2 separate regions of the Mus musculus genome follow, and region 1 is linked to region 2. Evidence: chromatin contacts called from public HiChIP or PLAC-seq data. All regions are on one chromosome and are shown on one strand. The core of a region is the stretch at or near the end of the contact, and the rest is flanking DNA. Distances in the headings are between cores, read along the strand shown. Region 1 overlaps Tpk1 (thiamine pyrophosphokinase). Region 2 has its middle 8.7 kb from the start of Arhgef5.

Region 1 (4,593 bases), core at 562-3,061, 380 kb before region 2:
AATCCCCTACAAGAGCAGCCTGTGCTGGTAACTGCTGAGCCATCTCTCCAGTCCCTGCTGGTATTAAAGCTGCATTAACTGCTAAGTACTATTTTCCAATTCATGTATTTTTGTATTTTTTTACTTGCAAATGTTGGGTTTTTAGGTTTTAGTTATTTTTCTAGTGAAGAACATAGAGCTGTGTGCTAGTTAGTTTCATGCTAATTTGGTACAAGTTAGAGTCATTTGGGAAGAAGAAACCTTAGCTGAAAAAAAAAAAAGCCCTCAACAGACTGTCCTGTTGGCAAGCCTGCGACACATCTTTGTGACTGTGATTAAAGAGGTCAAGCCCAGCCTATTATGGACAGTGTCATCTCTGGGCTTGTGGTCCTGGGTGTCATTAAAGTCAGGGAACCTTGCTCCTCCATGTCCTCTTCTCCAGTTCCTTGAGTTCTTGCTCTGACTTCTCTTAGTGATGGACGGTGACCTGTAAGTGTAATATGAAATGAACTCCCTCCTTCTTAAGTCAATTTTGTCATGGTACCTTATCACAGCAGTAGAAATCCCAAGACAAGCTGGGTTACGTTTTTGATCCTGTCCGGCAGTTTTTAGCCCATATATGTGTTTGTGTCAACTTCCCTACATTCATGATACAGAAATGTTCCATCACCATAGGCAACTGTGGTTCCTTTCATGGACTCACATCTCCTTTTCCTCCACACCCATGTTTTAAGTTCAACGATTTTGTCTGAATAGGACCACATAAAGAATGTGATTTGAGATTTCCTGTATCAATCCAGAATCCTCCCAGTTGTCTAGCATATCAGTATCTCACTTTTTCTTATTATTTTATTTTATTTTTTTATTGCTGAGTATGTATGGTAGGGATATGGCAGTGTAACCAACTACCCCTTCGTGAACACTGGCTTGTTTCTTCTAGTTTGGAATTTTTAGAAATAGAGTTGCTGTAAATGTTGTGTGCATACGTCTATATTTCCACTGAGTAAGTGCCCAGAAGTGTAGTTTCCGTGTTGTGTAGTAGCTGCATGGTTAACTATTAATAGATCTGTCATATTTCTCTAGAGTGGCCATTCTCAGTGGTAAGTGAGTGCTTAGTTCCTCTGTGCCTTTCCATTAGTTGATATGTCACCACATTTATTTTAAACATTCTGAAAGGTGTATAATGATAATGTGATTTTGATTAGAATTTCCTGTTAACCAACAGTAGCATTGTTTGTGAGTGCTGATTCTTCATCTTTGTGTTCTCTAGGGAAATGTATGTTATGTTCCTGTCCTTTAGATTCCTTGCTTTTTCACTACGGAACTCTGAAAGTTAATTTCCTTCCCCCTTTATTAGGTGTATAGTATTGAGATGTCTTACAACTTGTCTTTCCATCCTTCTAAACAAGCGGGTCTTCCACAAGATAAGTTTTAACTTTGCATGGCCCAGTTTACTTCATTGTCTTATTTAATATGCATTGAACATTAACCTTGAAAGTTTTTAACAATAAATTTAGTTTTGAAATTTTAATATAATTACATCATTTCTCTTTTTACCCCTTTTCACTCTAACCCATCCTATATACACTTCCTTTGAAATTCATAGCCTCTTTCCTTTAATCCTTTAATTGTTGTTAAAGACACACACACACACACACACACACACACACACACACACCCTGATGCTATAAATATATAAATACAACCTACTCAGTCTGTACGCCACTGGTATGTGGGATTTTACTATTTGCACTGCCTTGGGACTCTCTGTCCTGCTCTCAGCATTCCTCAGTTGCCTGTAGTTCATTGTCTATGGTGGAGGCGCCCTGAGCTCACTCCATTAGCCCTGAGTTACCGAAGCCTTTTCCCTCCTGCCCTGTCTAGGCATTCCTTGTTGACAGACTTTGGTGTTGCTTCCTTTCATTTTCTCTTTGCACTTGAGAGCTTATATGCCTGCAACTATTTCTTCTATTTTTATTATACAGTTTCTATGTGTATTCTTTTCATTGTTACATAGTTTCCTAGTTGTATGTCGGACTTGAAGTATAAAGTTAATCATTATATAACTGCTATAAAACAAAATATTTACCTTACGACAGCGAGCCTGTAAAGAGGAAATGCTTATTTTCGTTTGCAGTTATGAAGGTTTCTGCCTGTGGTCTGTTGGCCACATTGCCTTTGAGGTGAGGCATTGCCTATTGTAGTGAGGCAGTGATGCTGGATGGGAGTTCATGGTAGAGCAAGGTGCTCGTGATAATGACTAGAGATTGAGGGAAAAGGTCAAGTAGAAGGCTCGGGGTTCTAGAAGATTCTTCGAAGCACTCAGACAGATAACCGGGAAACTTCCACCTAGTACCTCTCTTAATGTTTCTATCACCTCCAGGTATAGCTATATATGAAGTTTTTTAAAAATATGTGGGCATCAAGTAGACATCTAGCCAAACCATAGTATTCTCTCTACCTGTCTGAATGAAGTGCTCAAGGAGTTATCTACCTTCTCCCACTGTTGAGATCCACAGCTGGTAGAGGGATATGTGGTTCTAGTTCCCGGTGGTGTTTGAAAAACCAAAAACTGCACAAATTAAACTTAGTTATTGAAGCAAAAAGTGATTCATTAATTAAGTAGACCTGTTATCAGTAAGGTCAGAGGGCGTAACCCAGAAACCAAGAGCAGACAGTATTTACAGATGGCAGAAAAAATAATAGAGAAATAAGTAAACAAATAACTAAGCATCGAACTTGGTTGCAGTTTGTTTGTATAATAAGTTAAGTTTCAGTGTGCCAAACTTAATTTAACCGTGGGGAATTTGAAATCCCATGTTGTCAGGAAATCCCAAGTAGTGCTGGGCAAATTACCTATAGGGAGTTACCATGGAACAGAATTTACCATAAGGTACCAACTTATGGGGAAGGCGTAACAAAGTTTGTTCAAGTGGAGATGTCTACTTGTGTTACCTCTCTAACACAATGCTGTGGTATTAATGGAAAATAGTTCATAGGTGCTTTATGGTCAGCAGTCTGCTCTGACACCACTGAAGTGCGTTGTGTAGTCTATGGGCACTGTGTTTGAACCTCTGGAGAGAGATAGGTGGCAGGTCCTGGCTGATGCTGGAGGACTACATGCAATACAGTGGCCCAGAGTAAGTACATCTTACGGAAGATGAGCTCTTTGATTCTACAGTGTCCTAGTACCTTCTGGCAATATGCTATGTTGGGAGCTTACTAGGGAAATCTGAATAAGTTCTGTTCTATTACCATGAAGTGTGTGTGGAAGAGGGAATGTAACAATTCTAACATCCAAAGCATTGAAAGTCAACAGACGATCCCAGTCCTGCGAGATCCAGGCAGCTGCAGAGTGCACCACTTTGTAGAATGTAGCATGCAGCTAAATACCACTAACAGAACATAGCATGTAGCATACACAACTTAGCCCCTTCAATAAGTAACTTGCAAGTAAAATGATAAAAAGAAATGAGGCAAAACCTAGATAAAGACTCTGAAGAGACATGTGTGAATATTCTGATTCTTACTTGAATTAAGCAATCATAAAAAGATTTTTTTCTCCTTTTTTCTTTATTTGCCAACAGAGGACATTTGCACACAGTGGGTACTAAATATGGAACAGTCACTTATGTTTCTGGAGGTTATAATGATAATGTGATATCTCTATATAGATGTAAATGTTGATAGACTTTAAAGAACTCTTTAAGATACATGCTGAAATATTTGTAGATTAAAGATTGTAATTTCTAGTATTTATCTTAATAATGTTTTGTTACATTTATATATTTAAAAATCTCATTGAGTAAGGCTTTTTTTAGATCATGAAAATTATGAAGTAGCTGCTATCTTAGCTGTGTACAGAAGTTATCAATCATGAACAATGACCTGCCTTTAAAATAATGTAATTGTGAATGATGTTGTTTAGTTTTGTTTATAAAGAGCTGTTAGGAATTTATGGTGGTGATAACTGGCATTTATTGAGACATATTCCATGGCTCCCCTCGTATGCACATATTTTGACTTGGTAGTTTATGATGTGAACACAAGTGTCTTGTGCTTTATGGAGTGGTTGATATTGTCTCATAGCAGAAAAGCAAATGTGCTGTGAGGTTCAACAGTCTTTTCGACATAGATATATGCTTTATTCTCACAAGTCTGAATATGTATTTCTCTGACATCTTTATTATATCTGTAAACCATGATATTCTTATACATTGCAGAAATATGACTTTAATATTTATCTCATGTTGATGCAATGCAGTATTTATAACATAAACTGGAGGCATAGATCCTAAGAAATATTCACGTTCTACATCAACATGGGCGACTGTCAATTAGTGCCTTTTCTAATTCTTACATAGTGTTGAAACAAAAGTCTTTGGATATTTTTCTGTTATTCCTAAACTCTGCATTCATTAACTCTTGATCAAATTCATACTCTTGCTCATGTAACATGTTAAAAACATAGAGAGTTCAAATTACTTGACAAAGATAAAATTGGGTATTTAATAAGTGTTTATAATAGTTGTGGGTGGGTTGGCTGAGTAGATGAAGAGTAGAGTATGTTGTTTAATAAATATTTCCCTGTATAGACTTGGGGTTTTTGTCAGG
Region 2 (4,200 bases), core at 874-3,373:
ATATAGGTAACTGTGAAAGCCAGAAGATGATGTAGGATCCCCTGGGGCTGGAGTTAGATGTGGTTGTAAGAAGTCTGATATGTGTGCTAGAAACTAAGCCTGGGTCCTCTGCAAAAGCAGTAAACATTCTGAAACACTGAGAAGACATCTTTCCAGACTAGTGGGACTTTCTTATGCTGAGCCACTAGATGTGAGGTTGGAGTGATGTAAAGGAATATCAAACTAAGGGCCAGGGGCACTGACTGAGCCATCTTTCAAAAGTCTGTTTGGACACAAGTGTGATAACTTGCTGCCATGCACACTGACTTTATCTGTGAAGTGAGTTTTGAGGTTATGAAGTCATATGCAATCTTTTAGTTCCAGCTTCCCCTGGATGGTATGGCATTGAGTGATAGGCCTGCTATAGAGAATTCACTTGCTGTGTGGAGCTAGGTCCCAGGCTGAGATCTCTTCACACCCTTCAGAGCTGGATTAAAATCAGCTCACATGGAGGTTTTCTGGAGTCATTCTCTTTAAGAAAGATGCTCTTTAAAAAAAAGATTTATTTATTTTATGTATATGAGTATACTGTAGCTATCTTCAGACACACCAGAAGAGGGCATCAGATCCCATGACAGATGGTTGTGAGCTACCATGTGGTTGCTGGGATTTGAAATCAGGACCTCTGAAAGAGCGGTCAGTGCTCTTACCTGATGAGCCATCTCTCCAGCCCCAAGAAAGATGCTTTTAACATGTATATTTTTATAGTTTGATGCTTTCCGAGATAAAAAAGTTTGATATAGTGTCAGCAAAAGGTCTAGCAAGTGTTTCTTAAATGGACCTCTCATTTTAAAGACCAGTTTAGCCAAAATTAAATCAATTTATTTTGTTCACTGTTTGTGTCTATAGGAGGTGTTGATGGGTTAGACAGAAGGGAGAAAGAAAAGGGTGTTTTACCTCAATCATAAGCAATGTTTTACTATCTCTACTGGCTCTGGGAGATAATCAGGCCACTGGCCTTAGTTTCTAACAGAGGAAACTGGTAAACAATCGAGTAAATTATGTATTTGGCTCTTTGTTTCCAGGGGCTTCATACTGGAAGATTTAACCAACTAAGGGTGAAACATTTGGCAAAACCTGTATTTATACTGAACACATACAGATTTTTGTTCTCATCAATATTTCCTAAATAATGCAGTGTGCTGGCCATTGCCTAGTGCTTACATACTACTAGGTAGTAGAGGTTATCTAGAGATGGTTTCAAGTGTTTTTGGAGCATGTGCATAGATTCTACCCAAACCCAACCCCATTTTATGTAAGATCCTTGAGCATCTGCAGATACTGGTTACCATGAGGGGTCCTGGAACCCATTCCTGCAGACACTGAATGGAACAATACATTTTGTGGCAGTGGTATGTGCAGAGTACCATGAGAGTTTAGAGATCCTATGGAGATAGTTCCCTCTAAATATTAGAGTTTCCAAAGCAAGCTATGATTGATAGTATCTTTCTGTGTAATACTGCTAGGATGCAAAGTAAGTTAACTTCCATGCTCTCTGGGTCTGGAGAGGCCTGTGGCTCTTGAAATAAGTCCTGGGAAAGATGCACATATGCCTTGGTCTGTTTCCCACTACTGAGTGATTCATAAAGGAAAGAGTTGAATTCGGCTTCCAAACCCAGAGACAGGAGTGTTATCTGGGAGTGGATGTACCAGGGAACTGTATAATCAAAGAACATGAGATTTGATGGAACTGGCATGAAACCCATTGCTTTGTGCAATCAACACACAGTGGGAAAAAAAAACTTAAAAGAAAATAGTGATTCTGGTTAAAGCTTAAAAAATACAAAACAAAACAAAACAAAACAAAAACAAAAAAACCAAACCAAGTCCAGACGAGTGAATAAGCAGCAAGAGGGAGAGTCTTCTCTTTGGCTCACGGTTCTGTTTCACTTTTAATCTTCGTGGCATTTGGGGTGCTACTGATCACAAAGGCTGAGGTTCACTTCTTTTACTGCTCACTGCATACCAAGACGCTTGGTCAGAATTTGTTTTGTATGAGAAGCAGTCTAGTCCTTAGAGCACACAACTTATGATTATTCGATAAATGGCCACAGTGGTTACCCTTGAATCTCCGAGGGAAGCTCCAAGTCAAACAATCTTCAAGGCTGAAGACAAGAGAAATCCCCACTCGAAATGAGTCCTGGAACTTTAGTGGCTTGGGCTTCGAAGTGCTTGGAGGTGGGAAGCATGACTCTCCACTGACTTCCAGCCTTGAGGATGGTACTTCTGGTTTCCTAAAACCGAGGGTTGTAAAGATTGTATCTTCATGACAAATTAGGGGAGGCACTAAAAGAAACAGCAAACCTAGTCTGAGGAAATTCATAGCACTCTCATTCTCAGTCTGAATGGAAAATAGAATTCAATACACCATTGTAATTATGTTTCAGAGATGTGTTGGAAGATTGGCCAGCCCTCTGTATCTTAAGGCTTCTTATTTGTCTCTACTGAAGAAATAAAGATTGTTTTGCCTGCTGTTACCAGAAAGACATAATGTAGTAAGTATTTGCAGGCCATGCGTGATGGCACATGCCTTTGATCCCAGCATTCAGGAGACAAATCTCTGTGAGGTCGGCCTGATCTACACAGTGAAATGCTATCTCAAAAAACAACCAAACAAGAAAGTCCTTAAGAATTTGCATTTTATACAATTTAAGGCCTTTATGTTGTATTTAGCATCACAGCTAATCTGAAGATGATTTTGAAGTATTAAAAGGATGGCTGTAGGTTATATATAATTAATGAACTGTTCTATATGAAGGATTTAAGTATCTGAAGATATCCAGAGATTCCTGGAATTCATCTCCTGAGGGGACTGTCACATCTATTTCAAACTCTTGGTTTCTGTTCTATTTTCTGCATTTTCCTATTTTTTTAAATCTGTCTTTAACTTTATGTTGTCAAATGTATATGTAACTTTGTATACATGTTTGTGAGTCATAGTTTTCCTGTAGAAGGACATACATATGGAGGTGTTTATAGTAACTTGCAATGACAGAAAAGGGAAGTCTCCAGAAATTTTGATTGTGGGAATATAAAGTCAAATGCTGTTTTTATATACACACTTCTTTTTCCTTCTAGTTGGGGTAAACTGGAAACCTGCCTTTTGTCCATCCCATCATATCACTTAAAGAATAAGTTGGGCCCTCTTTCTGTCCCCTATTCTAGTGGGTGTAATATGAAACAAAGACTATTAATTAGATACTGTTTATTTTGTAAATGGAAACAATCTTGTTTTCTGTCCCTGCTGTTCTGACCCTACCTCCCCCTTTTACCTGTAGAGAATTGCTGGGTTTATTCTTCATCTACAGGGCCTGATGTCTATACCATGATGGCTTTCTTTGCCAAACCCCCGGGGACTTCACCTTAGTACGAAAGACCTCTTTTGCACTCTATTCCCTGCTCTTCCATGCTGTTTTTCCAAAGCACAGTAGGTTCTTCTACTACGCCTGAGACTGGGTCCAAGATAACCTGTAGTCACTGTGCCCTGAGGCCTTGTTGCTCCTTGCTTTTTCCTGTCCTGTGAGGGTAGAGGTGATGTGGAAAGAGACTGTCAGCCACAGGCATCTGTGTCAGTGGTGCTGACTGCCGCCGAGGCACAGGGCAGAAGAGAGAAAAGTAGAGCCAGGAATGAAGAAGAACAGAAAGGATGGTGCTGTTTTCGTCACAAGAAATTCTCCAGTCTCTTCTGTGATAAAAATACTTGTGCCTTCATAGCTCTCTCAAAGACAGAATTCTCAAGATACTGATAGAAGCAAGCTATCCAAAAGCAAAAACCAAATTCAGTAACCACAGAGTAAAGACAGTTCCATTTGGCTTGTCTAGAGGTGATCAAACAGTCCAAAGTGGGTATGATCTAAAAATCACATTCCTAGGCCTAAAAAGTGACTACTGGGACTAGCATTTTTCCCTGTCACTTCAGCAGGTAGAGGAACACATTTCAGACTGTGGGGATTTGCTGGTCTCATTACTATGCATAACTTGTTGCTATGATGCTTTTTGCTCTAGGATATGCAATAGATCATTATCGTGGGTCATTGACTTAAGTGAACTTGGAACATTTAAATGGAAATGTTGAAATATTCTAAATCAGCCCTTGATAAGCCCAAAGGGGTTGGAAACACCGAAGCTCCAGAACATCTGAGGAAAGGATGATGAATGTGG

Evidence for each region. HiChIP or PLAC-seq counts read pairs in DNA pulled down with a chosen protein or histone mark.
Region 1: a contact with region 2 is called in a FOXA1 HiChIP or PLAC-seq map of pancreatic cancer cells. The contact joins two enhancer-like sites. A contact is called at or near these places in 1 of 39 promoter capture datasets (embryonic stem cells), 1 of 115 datasets of contacts at active chromatin or transcription factors (pancreatic cancer cells) and 1 of 9 other capture datasets (pancreatic islet).

The regions. Positions count from the first base shown.
Region 1 is chr6:43,634,714-43,639,306 of GRCm38.p6, reverse strand. All of the region lies in intron 2 of Tpk1 (thiamine pyrophosphokinase), which reads left to right. Among named protein-coding and RNA genes, the nearest start is that of Tpk1, 29 kb to the left of the region's middle. Within about 2 kb of position 1,811, at least 58 of the 459 cell types and tissues checked have an H3K27ac peak or open chromatin away from gene starts, as enhancers often do. A contact at or near this core is called in pancreatic cancer cells, where this site is marked.
Region 2 is chr6:43,254,809-43,259,008 of GRCm38.p6, reverse strand. No RefSeq gene overlaps it. Among named protein-coding and RNA genes, the nearest start is that of Arhgef5, 8.7 kb to the left of the region's middle. Within about 2 kb of position 2,123, at least 21 of the 459 cell types and tissues checked have an H3K27ac peak or open chromatin away from gene starts, as enhancers often do. A contact at or near this core is called in pancreatic cancer cells, where this site is marked.